Linked DNA regions of Mus musculus: regions 1, 2, 3 and 5 are each linked to region 4. Evidence: chromatin contacts called from public Hi-C and promoter capture Hi-C data. All regions are on one chromosome and are shown on one strand. Each heading gives the region's core, a stretch centred on a gene start, on an enhancer-like site or on the middle of the called end of the contact. The rest is flanking DNA. Distances are from core to core; before and after follow the strand shown.

Region 1 (2,700 bases), core at 71-2,570, 1.4 Mb before region 4:
ACACAGGATCTTAAAGTCGAGGCATCACCCTCATGCCTTCTCCTATTCCAAAACGCCGGCAGCAAATGACGATCCCTCTGGGGACCACTTTAAATGCAGAGATCGGCCGGCCACTCCGCTAAACCCCCGGCCGCGGGGGTAAATGGATTCAGGCAAATCAGCCGGGTCTACGCACACAAACAGGCCCAGCCAGCCCTCTCGTCCCGCGGCCGCTGTTCCCACAGCGCGCTGGTGTTAACAGGTCCGCCGAGCGAGACCGACCGCGCGCGCTCGCCTCCCGCCCACGGGCCGGGCCTGGAAGCAGCGGCCAGCGACCGTCGCCGAGCGGCGAGCCTCTCCTCACCCGGATCCGACAGGAAATGGCGGCCCGCGTAATGGCGACTACGTGCGACTAGGCGGAGTCGCGCGAGACCCCCCTCCCCCACCCAGCACGCGGGCTCGCGAGCGCCCGTCCCCCGCACCTCCCCCACCACCCGAGACAAAGCCGCCGCGGCCGCCCCATCGGCCCCGCCGCGCAGCACCCCCCACCCCGGAGGTGGGGTGAGGAGGGAGGCCCACGCCGTGGAGGGACAAAGGGCGGCCGGGGCGCACACACACACACCACACCCGCGAGTCCACCGGACGGCCCGGCGCTCCCTCCACACGGGGCGCCCGCGTCGCAAACCCACAGGCCTCTCCTTCCCGGGTCCCTCAAGCCACCTAGCGCCGGCACGCCAACCGCAGGGGCACGCTCGGGGAAATGGCGGCGGTGGGGGGAGGGGAACCCGGGCAACGTTCCCCGGCGGGCCACGGCCGCCCCGAACGCCACCCCGGACAGCCGACTACGGCGTCCGACCCCGCTCCAGCCAGCGCGACCCGCCCGTCCCGCTCACCGCGCGAGTCCGCCGTTGCCTCCCGGCCGCGCCGCCTCCGACGGTCGGTCACTGCTAGACAGAGAACGAGGACAAACCCCCTCCCACTTCAGCGTCGCGCCCCATTGGCTGCCCAGGCTTCGGCGGTGGTGCGAGCGCGAAGCGATTGGCCCGTGGCCGCGTCAATTACGGCGCCGAGAACCCCGCCTTCCGCCGGCGACTCCCTTTGGGCTGGAAGGCCGCGGGCCTGAGAAAACTCGGGCATGGGGATAGCCCAAGCCGCCATCCCGGGGCGCCAACCCGCTCCGGGGACTCGCTACCCCGAAGCCCTAGCCCACCCAGATACCTACAGGCCGCAATCGAGTGGGAGACGAGCACGACGGCGACGTCCGTGCAGCGGAGAAGCAGAGGATAATGGCGTCTGCAGCGCTGTCGCCTGTAGCGCCCTCCTCCTTTCTCGTTCGCGCACTCTGTGGTGAGGGGGAGGGGAGTAGTGACAGACCTCTCGCGAGACTTCAGCGGCGCTGCTCACGTGTGCCGGGAGGGGCGACTGCGGGGGGATTTTCGAGCCCCGAGGGAGTTTGGCGCGATTGGAGGAGGGACGGTCGCCCCGTGAGCGCCCGATTGGGCGGGAAGAAGTGAAAGAGGGAAAAGAGAACCCAGCTGGGAACGGGAGAGGGAGAGCGGCGCGCGGCCCTGGGATCACGCTGCGGTGCGAGGCGAGGCGAGGCGAGGCGGGAAGGCCAGGTCGGTCGGTGCTCCGCCCGGGTTCCGCAGCTACCCGTTGTCGCGTCTCGCTCGCCCCCTCCCTCCCCGGCGCTGCGGGCTCTGCGCCCCCTCCGCGGCGCCCGGGAAACCCGCTGTGCTAACGGCTCCCCCGGCGGGGAGGGCGGGGGAGGGCTGGAAGCGGCGCCCGCTCCCAGGGAGCCCGGGGCTTACTTCCGTGTTGGGCCGGTGCGATGCAGACCCCCCGGGAACGCCGCGTAGGGAATGCCCGCGCGTCCGTGCTGCAGCGCTCCCTGGGACCCTCCCTGAGAAAGCTCGCAGGCACACTGCCCCGCCATGGCTGCCCCACCAGGGGAAGGGAGGGTCACTGCGGGTGCTCGCCTCGCTCCTCATCCTCACAGCAGAGCTCCACGGTCCCCAGACTCTGGCTGATGTCCGGATGTCAGCCTGTAGGGGTGACCTCCAGTTAGCGAGGCGTGTGTGCGAGCGCACCCTGTCCTACCTTTCCCTCGAATAATCCCAAAATGTGCACACCGGCCAGCACCCTGTAAATCGCTCCGTTACAGAGCGGTCGAGCCATCCTTTACCTAACTGACAGAAGAGACTGGGGCTTGAGGATCTGGTGAGGGGGCTCTCGTTCTGAGACAGCCTAGTGTAGCCCTGGCTGTCGTGGGATCCTGTAGATCTCCTGCCGCTGCCTCTCAAACGCTGGCATTAAAAGCGTGTGCCCCCACTCCTGGCTCAAGATTTTTCATATGGTGGTTTTTGACCCGGAGGGTCTCTCAAGAGATCCACCTGCCTCGTCCTCCCAAAGCAGGGATTAAAGGCAAGCGTAACCATGGCCAGCTAAAGTTAGTATTTCTTTTTTTCTTTTTCTTTTTTTTTTTTTTTTTTCCGAGACAGGGTTTCTCTGTGTAGTCTTGGCTGTCCTGGAACTCTGTAGACCAGGCTGGCCTCGAACTCAGAAATCCAATGCCTCTGCCTCCCAAGTGCTGGGAGTAAAAGCGTGTGCCACCACTGCCCGGCAAGTTAGTATTTCTAGTACAACATTTTTTTTTTCCGAGGCAAGGTTTCTCCGTGTAACCCTGGCTGGTCTGGAACTCAGAGATCCCCCTGTCTCTGC
Region 2 (2,748 bases), core at 85-2,584, 1.2 Mb before region 4:
GGCAAGCATGCTCAGAAAGGGCGTGAGGCCCCAGAGCCCAAGCAAGTAACCTGCACTGTGGACAGCTGGGGGGATTAATCATAGCCACCTGAATGAGGCTCTGATCTTTTGCAGGTAGCTCCCCAAGGGCAGTTATGAATACAGTCACAAATAACAAACTTACTTTAAATGTTAATGAGATTTTATTTATTTATTTATTTATTTATTTATTTATTTATTATAACTTGATTGTGTGGTTCTCAAGTGTGAATTTCTCAATGATAATGCTATGTGGTTATGCAGTCTCAGAGACAAGACCAGCCACCCAGCCAGGAGTGGTGGTGCACACTTTTAATTCCAATACTCTGGAGGCAGATGTAGGAGGATCTTTGTGAATACCAGATCAGCCAGAGATACACAGGGAGAAGAACATGTCTCCAAAGGAGAAAAAAAGTGTATATATAAAAAGTATATATCTTTAGGATACATATGTGTGTGTGTATATATATATATTTTTTTCTTTAAATGAATTTTGTGTGCCCCTGAGCCACATTCCCAAGATACACATGATGTATATGCAAACATTCTAAACGCAGAAAGGAAGAAAGAAAGAAAGAAAGAAAGAAAGAAAGAAAGGAAGGAAGGAAGAAAGAAAGGAAGAAAAGCATGCTGGTCCCAAAAACTTCAGATAAAGGTTACTCCACCCTCTGGAGTCTGGGTGGAGATCTCTAAGCTCATGTCTCCCCAGTCCTGGGCAGGATAAAGATGGCTGTGTGTGGTTTCCTTAGACTGAGCTGTGGTACCCAAGCTGACTGGAAACTGGAAATAGAGGCTTGTCACCATCTACCTATTGCTCATGCTCACATTTCTCCAGGCTTGTCTCAAAGATGTCTTTTTATGTTTTGTTTTATGTCTAGACTTTGATGTCATTTCCTGATTTCTCCCAATGCAGGCAGCTGCAGAAGTGTCCTGATGGGATTGGGCATTTAAACATAGCAGGAGACAGGTTTCTCTCTTTTTAAAGCACCAAACAAATACCAAGCCTGAGAAGCAGAACAATAGAAATCCTTATAGATCTTGAGCTGGAGAGTCCTGAAGGATACTTAGTTACTGTTTCCAGTAATGAACAAGACAATTATACCGTTTCCGCAGACTCTGCTGTGGTCCCCTAGGGAGGCTGCAGATTGAGACTAAATGTTCATTAGTTCTCTGGTGCTTGGGCTTAGGCCAGGGTCCTCCAGCAATGAAAAGCAGAAAGGAGTTCTTGTGGACCCAGTTCCACTACTGTCTCTGCAGCCCTATTCACTGTGTCCATGTCGTGGGCTGCTCATGGATGCTCCAGCAGATGGCGCATACTTATGAACAGTCCAATTTTCTTCCTAATGGGCTCATGCCAGCTCTGCTTGCTGACACGGCACACAATTTAACAGAGCATTAGAGATGGAGTTATTGGACTGGTGAGATTGCCACCTGGCCTGATGACCTGAATTCTACCCCTGAGACGCACATGATAGAATAAAAGCACTGACCCTGACAGTTGTCCCTTGACCTCCACAGATGTGCCACGTCATCCACGCACACACTCACACGCTCATGTGTGTGTGCACATACACACTCATAACAAATTAATGTAAAAATGAATGGTGCCACATTCACTATTTTTAGAAAGGATTTATTTTTATTTTATGTGTATGAATGCTTTGCCTGCCTGTATCTGTAGCTCATGCATGCAGTACCCATGTATACCAGAAAAGGGCATCAGATACAACCCTGAAGTTGCAGATGGTTGCCTGCCAGCTGCGGCGTGGGTGCTCAGAACCCTGTAGGAGCAGTCAGCGTCTCAGATTATAGAGTTGATGTCTTTCCCCCTTTGTTGCTTCTCTGTAGCAGGGGAGGGTTCACAAGCACGGAGTCCATCATTTGGGTGACGTCTAGATTGAAGGTCAAATTGTAAAAAGCCAGGCATTAGCAGTGCGCAGGTAGGCTCCTTCTAGAATGAAGTTCAAAGGTGCTTTCGATTAGAAAGTACAGTGCCTGGGGCTGGCGAGATGGCTTAGCAAGTAAGAGCACTGACTGCTCTTCCAAAGGTTCCGAGTTCAAATCCCAGCAGCCACGTGGGGGCTCACAACTATGGTCCATCAGTTGTAATTTCTGAAACTGCTGATAATTCTGGGGGGGGGGTCTTCGTTGAAATGTGCGTATAGGGTGTGTGAATGTATATTGGGGTATATGGCACATTTATGTGCTTTTTCTTTCTTCTCCCTTCCTTCCTTCCTTCCTTCCTTCCTTCCTTCCTTCCTTCCTTCCTTCCTTCCTTCCTTCCTTCCTTGTTTATTTATTATATGGAAGTATACTGTAGCTGTCTTCAGATACCCCAGAAGAGGGCGTTAGATCTCATTACAGATGGTCGTGAGTCACAATGCCGGTGCTGGGATTTGAACTCAGGACCTCTGAAAGAGCAGCCAGTGCTCTTAACCACTGAGCCATCTCTCCAGCCCTGGTTCCTTTCTTTATAGATCTGTGAACGTTTTGAGATGTTTTAAACATAAAGGAGAGGTTTTAAAAACTTGCAGTCTGCATGCCTCCTCTCTCCAGTTTAGTGTTCTCTTTAGAATAATTCTGAGCTTTCATTTTGAGAGAGAGAGAGAGAGAGAGAGAGAGAGAGAGAGAGAATCTTAAATGTTGTTGGCAGCGCTGCAGCTGCCGGTGGCCACTGGAGGGCGCAGTTGAACACAAATTGTTTTCCATCCCCCCCCACCCAACTGTGGC
Region 3 (2,826 bases), core at 106-2,605, 1.1 Mb after region 4:
CTCCTCTACACATTGAGCTTCCACAGCAATTTGTCCTGAATTCTTCTGGAGTCTTCATATATAAGCAAACAATACATTAAAACCAAGAGACTAACTGTAAGGAAACGGAGTGAAGAAACAGAATTAACAATCAGTGTCTCACTCACCAAGTCACTAAATTGATTCAGGCCCATGTAGAAGCTGGTCTTGCCCCGCTCATAGTCTGCATTGTGTGCCTCAATTTTCTTCTTATTCTCCTCCCACATGAGTCTTCTGTGTCTTTCTTCATCCTGAAAATGAGTACAACAGATAGCATTTCTCATCTTAACACCACACACAAGCTGAGGAAATGGTATGTAGAGAAAGAAGAGCCAAAGCATGTGGTCTCATGACACTGTTGTCAGCCATTCTCCTTACCCAGTATGGGTTCATAATGCATGTCTTTAGGCAAGTCCTTAGTGATGGCTTGTCTTTATGGCCATATTTATGCCCACAGACTCCCAACAGCAAGAGTCCTTCTTTCTGAGATCCCTCTAGACTGTGCCCATTTTACCAACCAGACTGTAGGCTTTTGCAAATGTTGTCTTCCATTCTTTCCACTCATTATCCAAACTTGGATCAGGGGATGGAGCAGCTGACATCATTCCCAAGCAGAGGATGAGCAGGAAGACAGCACTATTTGGGTTCCCAAAACATAGACAATGAGTTGTTGTCCAATACTATGGTCAGACCCAAAAGGTAAATGCAAGTAATGTTATACATACTGTCTAAGCTCTATTTAGCAATATATATGTATGTGCATGTATGTATGTAATAACAATGAGTAAAAAAAGAGAACAGAATTTAAAAAGTATCAGAAAAGGCATGTCTGAGAATGTGAGGCAGAAAAAGGAGGAGAAAAAAATGTAATCCTATTATCATCATAAAAAATTAAGAAGCCGGGCGTGGTGGCGCACGCCTTTAATCCCAGCACTCGGGAGGCAGAGGCAGGCGGATTTCTGAGTTCGAGGCCAGCCTGGTCTACAAAGTGAGTGCCAGGACAGCCAGGGCTACACAGAGAAACCCTGTCTCGAAAAAAACCAAAAAAAAAAAAAAAAAAAAATTAAGAGACAGACAAACAAGAAAACAAAGCAAAAACAAAACAGTGAATAAAACCTACGAAATAGGAGATGTCTCAGGTAACCAGAGTAGAGCTGTGAGGAAGTTTGTTGAAAATGAGTTAGCAGGTAGGGGGCCTGTGTACCTTGCTTTTCTCTGCTCTCACCTGAAGTGCTGCAGCTTCTGTTCACAGATAGAAACCAGAACTTTGTTGTCCAGGGCCTCTGAAGAGCAACTGACAGAGGAGGCTAGTGGTGCATGAGGAGAGCAGCCTGTGGCTCCACCTTTTCCTTCCTGGAGCACTGCTAGTTCTTTCCTGAAGCCTCGGCCTGGCCCACAGAGCAGACGTCACAAGCCAGCTTCACAACTACAGACAGGAAAACATCTAGAGACTGACCAGACGCAAGGACTAGGCTGAGTCATACAGGAAGCATGAGACTTCTCTGACAATGCCAAGACTCACAGGATGTCTGGTTCTCTAGAGTTAACAATTGTTAGAGAACACAATTATGGCAAGATGAAGTCAGTGGGGAGAGCTACAGTGTCTCACAGTCCTACATCAGATTCTGCATCTGTAGAGAGAGCATCAAGCAGTGCGTACCTGTCTGTGTCTGTCTTGTTAGAAACGCAGCCCAAGACAGACAGAAGCACTTTCAGAGAAGGTGAAACAACCACTCATAGACAGAGTAGTCTGAAACACTCATCACTTACCTGGAATGTCAGTGTCTCAACTCAGGAATTCACAGTGTTTGTGAAAAATGCTAGAGTTGTCTGAACGCAACAACAAATGCCTGATGCATACAAAGCTCTATGGCCTGCAGGGTTTGATGGGACAACTGCAGGGTTTGACTGAACATGAGTTAATTGCTGTGTGGATTTCTCTATTACTCTCACAAGCATAGTTGGGCCTATGATTAAAAAGCAGACTTAACAAAAGTCAGAAAAGACTACAGTGGCCTTGGGCTGCGCAAATACAGAGGATACAAATTTCTACATGTGATCAGAAGTTTGTTTCCATTTTGCTATAACATATAAAAGGTAAATCAGTAGATGCATGGCCATTTTCCTCTGATGTTCTCCAGAGTTGTACCAAATTCTTGTCTGTCATATAATTGAGATTTGAAGATTATTGAATGTGTATTACAGAAAGAATTGGATGGATAGATAATACTTTTCTAAAAAAATGCATATGCTCCCCCAAGTCAAACTGGATAAAAATCTAAGCAGAGAATTGATATACACAGATAGTAGCAATTCAGCTTAGTTCTACATTACAATTCAAATGAAAGAAATCTCTTCACATTTGTGGTCAAGTTGTGGTAGTCTTTGGTTCACATTTTCTGCTACATTCTTTAAGTTACCCATGGAACATTATTCAAAACCTATCATATACTTGGACACAAAGGAATTCTCAACTGATGTACAAAAAATTGAAATAACACCTCCATCCTTTCTGAGCACTGTGGAGTAACGCTGGATATCAAAAGCAACAGAAAGCTTATAAACACATGGAAACGAAAAAATTTCCAGTGAATAAAATTGGGTCAAGATAGAAATCAGAAAGAGATCAAAACATTGTCAGATTTAAATTAATTACATTACATATCCAAAGTTATGGAACACAAATGAAGGTGGGTCTAAGAGAACTAAGCTCATATAGCTACGTGCTTACATAAAAATTTGAGTGATCTTATTTTGCAGAATTTTCCCTGTCCAATAACATTAGGGCAGTGGGAGGCTTGTGATTGG
Region 4 (2,700 bases), core at 8-2,507:
GGATTGCTGGAAACCCCATACAGTCCTTTCCTGGGGGTGTTCCCATAGTTCCCGGGTGATATCTTCTTTTTTGGAAGGCCCTTTTCCATTTTACTGCTATGGCCTTTAGCATAATCATCCATTATTAAATAATCTTGTTGGGGATGGCCCCTTCTGAAATCATCATCATCAATAATTCCACGGTCTTTAGTGCGCTTCACAAAGTAAGGTTTTGCTGTATCTCCCATGGTCTTTGACTTCAACTTTCTTACTTTGTACCTGAAAGAAGGCATTGGGGGAGGGGGGAACAAAACAAAATTGTAAAATAATATCATACCAAATACTCAAAGTAACACACGGGTGCCCTGAAGCCTTTATCTTCCCCCATTTAAAAATTAAATTGTTACCACATTCCTAATAATTAATGCATTCCAGAAGTTACAGTGTTCATAAAAACTGGTCCTTATTTAATACAAAGACTAAATCTGAAGACACTTCTATAGTCTCAGAAACTAAAGAAGTAACTTCTATGTAACGAAAGCACCTCTCTTCAAAGTAAACATCCTAAGTCAACACTGTTACAAAACTCCCAAATCTATTTCTTTTTTTTAAAGTTGGCAATTACTTTTAGGTATCAAAGTAGCCGAAACTATGTGAGCAGATTTCAGTTTCGATCAGCCCCCACTCTAAGCTTCGCTTTTCAACCCGGCGCGACCGCTGGGCGAAGGGACAGCACTTCCCACTAAGGTACCGCTCTAAGGGTCCAGGCTTCCGACCAAGGGACAACGCCAGCTGACTTACCCGACTTCTCAGTCCCCAGCCCCAGACAAGTCCAGTTTCGTCACCAACCACAATCCTCCGCAGGATGACACTCCTTTTCCTTCCCCATTCGGCTGCCCCACCCCTGTGTGCCTCAGTTTCCACCAGCGGAGTCCCCAGGCGAAGGAGGAGGCGGTTCCGCGCTACTGGCCACGAAGCCGCCGTGGGGAATAGGAAGCAGGAAGCGCCCGGCCATTGACAGGGTTCCGGGGTTCCCCGGACCAGGGCCGGAGCCCCGACACAAAGTGAAGACGCGGACTCGAACCCGAGGGCTCCGGGCGCACAGCCGGGCCGAGGCGGCCGGAGAAGGACGGCGCCAACGTACCTCGGGGCCGGGCAGATACGCTTCTGGGGGCGGGGGGAACCCACGGGCCCAGCCCGGAGGCGAGTCCCGGAGGGACGCGACGAGACGGCGCCCCGGAGCACTCACCAGCGCCGCTGCGGTCCCCCGCCGCTTCCTGTCCGGGCCCGGCTCCTCACCGTGTTTTCCTTCAGCCCCACTTCCGGCGCTCAGCGCCGTCTCATTGTGCGCGATTGGAAGACTGCGGTGTCCCCGCCCCGCGCTCCGCGGCTGGCCGGAAGCGCGCACCGGAAGCGCGCGCCGCCCAGGTTCCTCCCAGCGCCGGGGGCGCGCCGCGGGTGCGGGCGCAGAGGTCCGGGGTTGCTCCCTAGCTACCTGCGAGATCCGTCGCCCAGTGCTTTCGGGTTCCCCCGACGCCCCTCTGTGGCTGCTCGGGAAGCTGGGTCTTTTTATAATTCCGAGTGGCTCCAAGTTTCAGTGAGGGCCTTGTGAACGACCTTGAAGGAAGTTCAGCGGCCTAAACCTCTGGATTAAGCTCGACCTGGGGGTAGAAAGAGATTCAACTTTTTTTTTTCTTTAAGAACTAGCAAACAGCCGGAGAGTGGTGGCACATGCCTTTAATCCCACTTGGAGGGAGGCAGATTTCTGAGTTCGAGGCCAGCCTGGTCTACAGAGTGAGTTCCAGGACAGCTACGTCTACACAGAGAAACCCTGTCTCAAAAAAACAAAAAACAAAAACTTAGCAAACAACACAGAGTTGCTTTTTTTTTTTCTAATTGAACATTCATTGTTATCTAAAGTGTCCTACATGCCTTGAAAGCCTCAAGCAACTAATGAATAGAAGTGCTGGAAAAAATAAGGCAGTTTTCATTTCTACCTCTACAAAGTATAAATTTAAATCCATTGGGTTCTTTAGCCAACAGTCTTAAAGTGAAGAATGCATACAGCCTTTGCTATTCCAAGAAACTGTCTTTAAAACTGTAAATAAATACTAACTCAATCCTACTAGTTCAGGAAGAAAGGAATACAATTGAAATTTAAAAAGCAAAAGAGACATAGCTAAATGGTTGATATTCTACAACCAACTTGTTTTGTCAGTTTCCTCTTGCTGTGTGGGTTTGGGGATTTCTGAGTTCAAGGCTAGCCTGGTCTACAGAGTGAGTTCCAAGACAGCCAGGGCTACACAGAGAAACCCTGTCTCGGAAAAAAAAAAAAGTATTTACATTCCAAATGCTGCATCCTGGTTCCCCCCTCCCCCTTCCTTTCCCCAGGACCCCTCCTTTCACCTCTGAGAGGGTGTCCCCCCCCCACTTCATTGCCCAACCCTGGTATCATAAGGCACATCCTCTCCCACTGAGGCCAGACAAGCCTTCCCAGAAAGCCATCTTTCTCTAGGGTCCCACAGCTAGTAGCTGTTCTGAATATAACTTGAGAGTTCCTGTCACTGACAGTAAAAGTTCCATGTATCAGACTCTGACCACCAAGCAATGTAGACGTATTAAGAGAATGAGGGGGCTGAGGGAATGGGTGAGAAGATTTGCTACTTTTACAGAGGAGCAAATTTCACTTCCCATCACCCAAGGTGGTTGCTCACAGCTGTC
Region 5 (2,700 bases), core at 78-2,577, 1.7 Mb before region 4:
ATGCATGTGGTACTCTTACATATATGCAGGCAAAACGCTCCTATACATAAAGTAAAATTCTTGTTTTAAAGAGAGAGAGTCAGGATGGTTAGAGTAAAAACAACAGCAACAAACATTAGTGGTGACTCGGAGAAACCAGAGGGCCCACACATTGCTTGGTGGGCATAAATGGCACAGCCAACTTGGAAAACATTTTGGGATTTTCTCAAATCTAGAGGTACCATCTGACCCAGAGAGTATTAAAAGTAAAAATACCTGTCCACATAAAAATTATTTTTTAAAGGGACTAGAGAGATGGTTCAAGGGTTAAGAGCACTTGCTGCTCCTGCTGAGACTAGACCAGGGTCGCTTGTAACCCTCTGTAACTCCTGGGCATCCGCACCCTCTTTTGGCTTTCTGAGGCTTGAGCAAGCACACACATGGTACAAACACATACATGCAGAAGACCCCCCCACACACACACACACACCATCCACGCTTCTCCAGTCCCTTCTGCTTCTTCACATTGTCCCAAGAGCGGCTCTGGATGGTGGTCGCTGTGGGTGAAGCCCGTGGACTAAGAGAGTTCAGAAGCTCAGATGGTGTTGCTTATTCTCAGGAGGAAATCCATGTGGATTGCAGCTCACTTCCAGCTCCCACATGCACCTGTCTTCATGGCCAACACTACCGAGAGCCGCACCGCAGTTGCCATTTCTTGTGTGTCATTGACACAAGCCTCTACGGGGAAGAGCAACCTGTCCCTGTCCTGGCTGGGAGTCCCTTCTGAGCCTGCTTTGCAGGCTCCCTCCAGGAGAGTCAGTGAGGCCTCAGTGTGCGCGTGAGCATGGATCTGTGGCCCGCTGGTTTTAGCTGTCTGCGTTCTGTCCCCTTGGGCAGATAACAGCCAATGATGTCTTCTGATATAAAATCGCTGTTTGCACAGGGGGAACCGGAGCAAGAGGAACTGGCTTCCAGAGTGGGGTGGGGTCTGCGGGCTGAGAGTGAGATAGGAAAGAGCAAAGAGGGAGGAAAAGAGAAGAGAGAGTTGAGAGAAAGAAGAAAAAGAAGAGAGGAGAGAGAAGAGAGGAAAGAGAGAGAGAGGAAAGAGAGAGGAGAGGAAAGAGAAGAGAGAGAGAGAGAGATCTCCCGGCCCACTCCGTGTCCTTTCACTGCTGTCTTTGTGAGTAAACTGTCTGTTTCTACCACTGTCCCTGCATCCCGGTGGCTTCCTTGCTTCAGGACATGATGACCTGCAAATGCCTGCAGATGTCCTCTGGCTGCAGCGCCCAGCGGTCAGCGCTGGAGATGCGGGGGCGTGTCCCGTGACGTCAGGAACTGGGAGGAACCTGCCCCGGAAGCGGGCGCTGAGGACCTGGGAGCACGGTCATGGAGGCACCCGGGGTGCTGCTGGTGATGGGTGTGAGCGGCTCCGGAAAGTAGGTCGTTGGGGGGACTGGGGGACGGGCGGATGGGAGCTGGGAGGCTGTGTGGGCCCTGAGCCCTGGGAGCCATGCCTTTGCGGCCCCTGCTGAGGACCCCTGCTGTCCTGCCCCGCTGGCAGCTGCTCCCCAGGGTCACCGCGGACCGTGGCTAGCGACCCTTCTCAGCCTTACAAACCTGGGCCTGGTGGCACCTCGCAGAACAGTGTGGGAGGGTGAGAACCCCAAACCAGGAGGCAAACGTCGCCCTGGGTCTTTGTACAAAGCTTTGCCTGGGTGCATGGTCTCCCTAGTAGGTGAGTGTCTGGATTCTTCCAAATAGATTTTGAAAAGTGAGAAACAAGCTTGATCGTGTGCCTGCTCAGGCTGGAATGTTAATATGAAAGTGCTGCTAAAACTCTGCAAAATGTGCATTTTCTTCTCAGCCCAGTGTTGGAAGGTTCAGAAGTAAGCAAGCAAGCGGTAGGCATTTGGTTTGATAGACGCCATCTAACTGCAAGGTTCTTTAAACTGAAAGTGAAACGGAACAGAGTAACTCGGTGGTGGAGTGTTTGATTGTCGTGCCGGGTGTGTGTGTGTGTGTGTGTGTGTGTGTGTGTGTTCATTCCCAGCACCACAGAGTGAACAAACAAACCCCAGAGGCGAAAACCCCGCTGTTGTACGACTCTACCCAGAAACCCTTTCACTTCTGTCCAGAACCACACAAAGCCCATAGTACGAGCTCAGATTGTCTTTGTGGTAGAGACTGGGGGATAAGCCTGAGAGCATCACCGGTGTTTGTTTTCTGATGGAGTGGCTGGACTGGGCTGATTTGGAAACAGTTCAGGGGCTGGGGAGTCGATAGAGGCGCTGAATGAGAACTCAGTTGAGTGACAGGTACTGCAGGGTGAAAAACTAAGGGGAACTCTACAGGAGAGATGGAGGAGGGTGTTGATGGCACGGGATCCATCTCTGCTCCTGTTGGTGTGTCTTGTGTCTATGGGGTTTTGGTCTGAGTACCACAAGGGTGCAGTGCACACGGTGGTCAGAAGAGGGCACCAGAGTACCTGCAATGGGAGTTCCATACAGATGGTTGCAAGCTGCCATCTGGATTCTGGGAACCAAATCCAGAGGCCCCGGAAGAGCAGCCAGTGGTCTAACTGCTGTGCTACCTTACCAGCATTGTGTGTATCTGGTAAGCTAGCAGTGCTTTGAGATTTTACGGGCCTCCGAACTTTACAGTGTGCTGGCATTTAAACTTTTTATTAAACCCCTCTCATTGGATGTATCAACCACACTTCAG

The links. Promoter capture Hi-C pulls out the DNA fragments that hold promoters and counts their contacts. Hi-C and Micro-C count contacts between places; a contact is called where the count stands out from the background.
Region 1: a contact with region 4 is called in a Hi-C map of CD8 T cells, with 4 times the contacts expected there. The contact joins the promoter of Hnrnpk here to the promoter of Tut7 in region 4. A contact is called at or near these places in 10 of 39 promoter capture datasets (the 3T3-L1 cell line, 3T3-L1-derived adipocytes, cranial neural crest and 6 more), 8 of 484 Hi-C or Micro-C datasets (CD4 T cells, CD8 T cells, Th1 cells and 4 more) and 2 of 9 other capture datasets (adipose tissue and liver).
Region 2: a promoter capture Hi-C map of hippocampal neurons shows a contact between it and region 4, with 3 times the contacts expected there. The contact joins the enhancer-like site here to the promoter of Tut7 in region 4. A contact is called at or near these places in 2 of 39 promoter capture datasets (cranial neural crest and hippocampal neurons), 10 of 484 Hi-C or Micro-C datasets (B cells, the Ba/F3 cell line, brown adipocytes and 7 more), 2 of 115 datasets of contacts at active chromatin or transcription factors (the 230-238 cell line and large pre-B cells) and 1 of 9 other capture datasets (embryonic stem cells).
Region 3: a promoter capture Hi-C map of the HPC-7 cell line shows a contact between it and region 4, with 5 times the contacts expected there. The contact joins the promoter of Ctla2b here to the promoter of Tut7 in region 4. A contact is called at or near these places in 2 of 39 promoter capture datasets (the 3T3-L1 cell line and the HPC-7 cell line) and 1 of 484 Hi-C or Micro-C datasets (LSK cells).
Region 5: a contact with region 4 is called in a promoter capture Hi-C map of pre-B cells, with 6 times the contacts expected there. The contact joins the promoter of Idnk here to the promoter of Tut7 in region 4. A contact is called at or near these places in 6 of 39 promoter capture datasets (the 3T3-L1 cell line, the C10 cell line, hippocampal neurons and 2 more) and 1 of 115 datasets of contacts at active chromatin or transcription factors (pancreatic cancer cells).

The regions. Positions count from the first base shown.
Region 1 is chr13:58,401,192-58,403,891 of GRCm38.p6, forward strand. It overlaps Hnrnpk (heterogeneous nuclear ribonucleoprotein K), which reads right to left and starts at 1,321. Exons shown (of 16, transcript NM_025279.3): 1 at 1,202-1,321. Rmi1 (RecQ mediated genome instability 1) reads left to right here and starts at 1,406. Exons shown (of 3, transcript NM_028904.3): 1 at 1,406-1,598.
Region 2 is chr13:58,637,822-58,640,569 of GRCm38.p6, forward strand. No RefSeq gene overlaps it. Among named protein-coding and RNA genes, the nearest start is that of Slc28a3, 28 kb to the left of the region's middle. Within about 2 kb of position 1,335, at least 13 of the 459 cell types and tissues checked have an H3K27ac peak or open chromatin away from gene starts, as enhancers often do. A contact at or near this core is called in cerebellum, cortical neurons and hippocampal neurons, where this site is marked.
Region 3 is chr13:60,896,092-60,898,917 of GRCm38.p6, forward strand. Ctla2b (cytotoxic T lymphocyte-associated protein 2 beta) reads right to left here and starts at 1,356. Exons shown (of 5, transcript NM_007797.1): 1 at 1,244-1,356; 2 at 537-654; 3 at 147-269; 4 at 1-52. The coding sequence starts at 623.
Region 4 is chr13:59,821,853-59,824,552 of GRCm38.p6, forward strand. It overlaps Tut7 (terminal uridylyl transferase 7), which reads right to left and starts at 1,258. Exons shown (of 27, transcript NM_001373962.1): 1 at 781-1,258; 2 at 1-258. The coding sequence starts at 227.
Region 5 is chr13:58,156,322-58,159,021 of GRCm38.p6, forward strand. Idnk (idnK gluconokinase homolog (E. coli)) reads left to right here and starts at 1,328. Exons shown (of 5, transcript NM_198004.3): 1 at 1,328-1,415. The coding sequence starts at 1,366.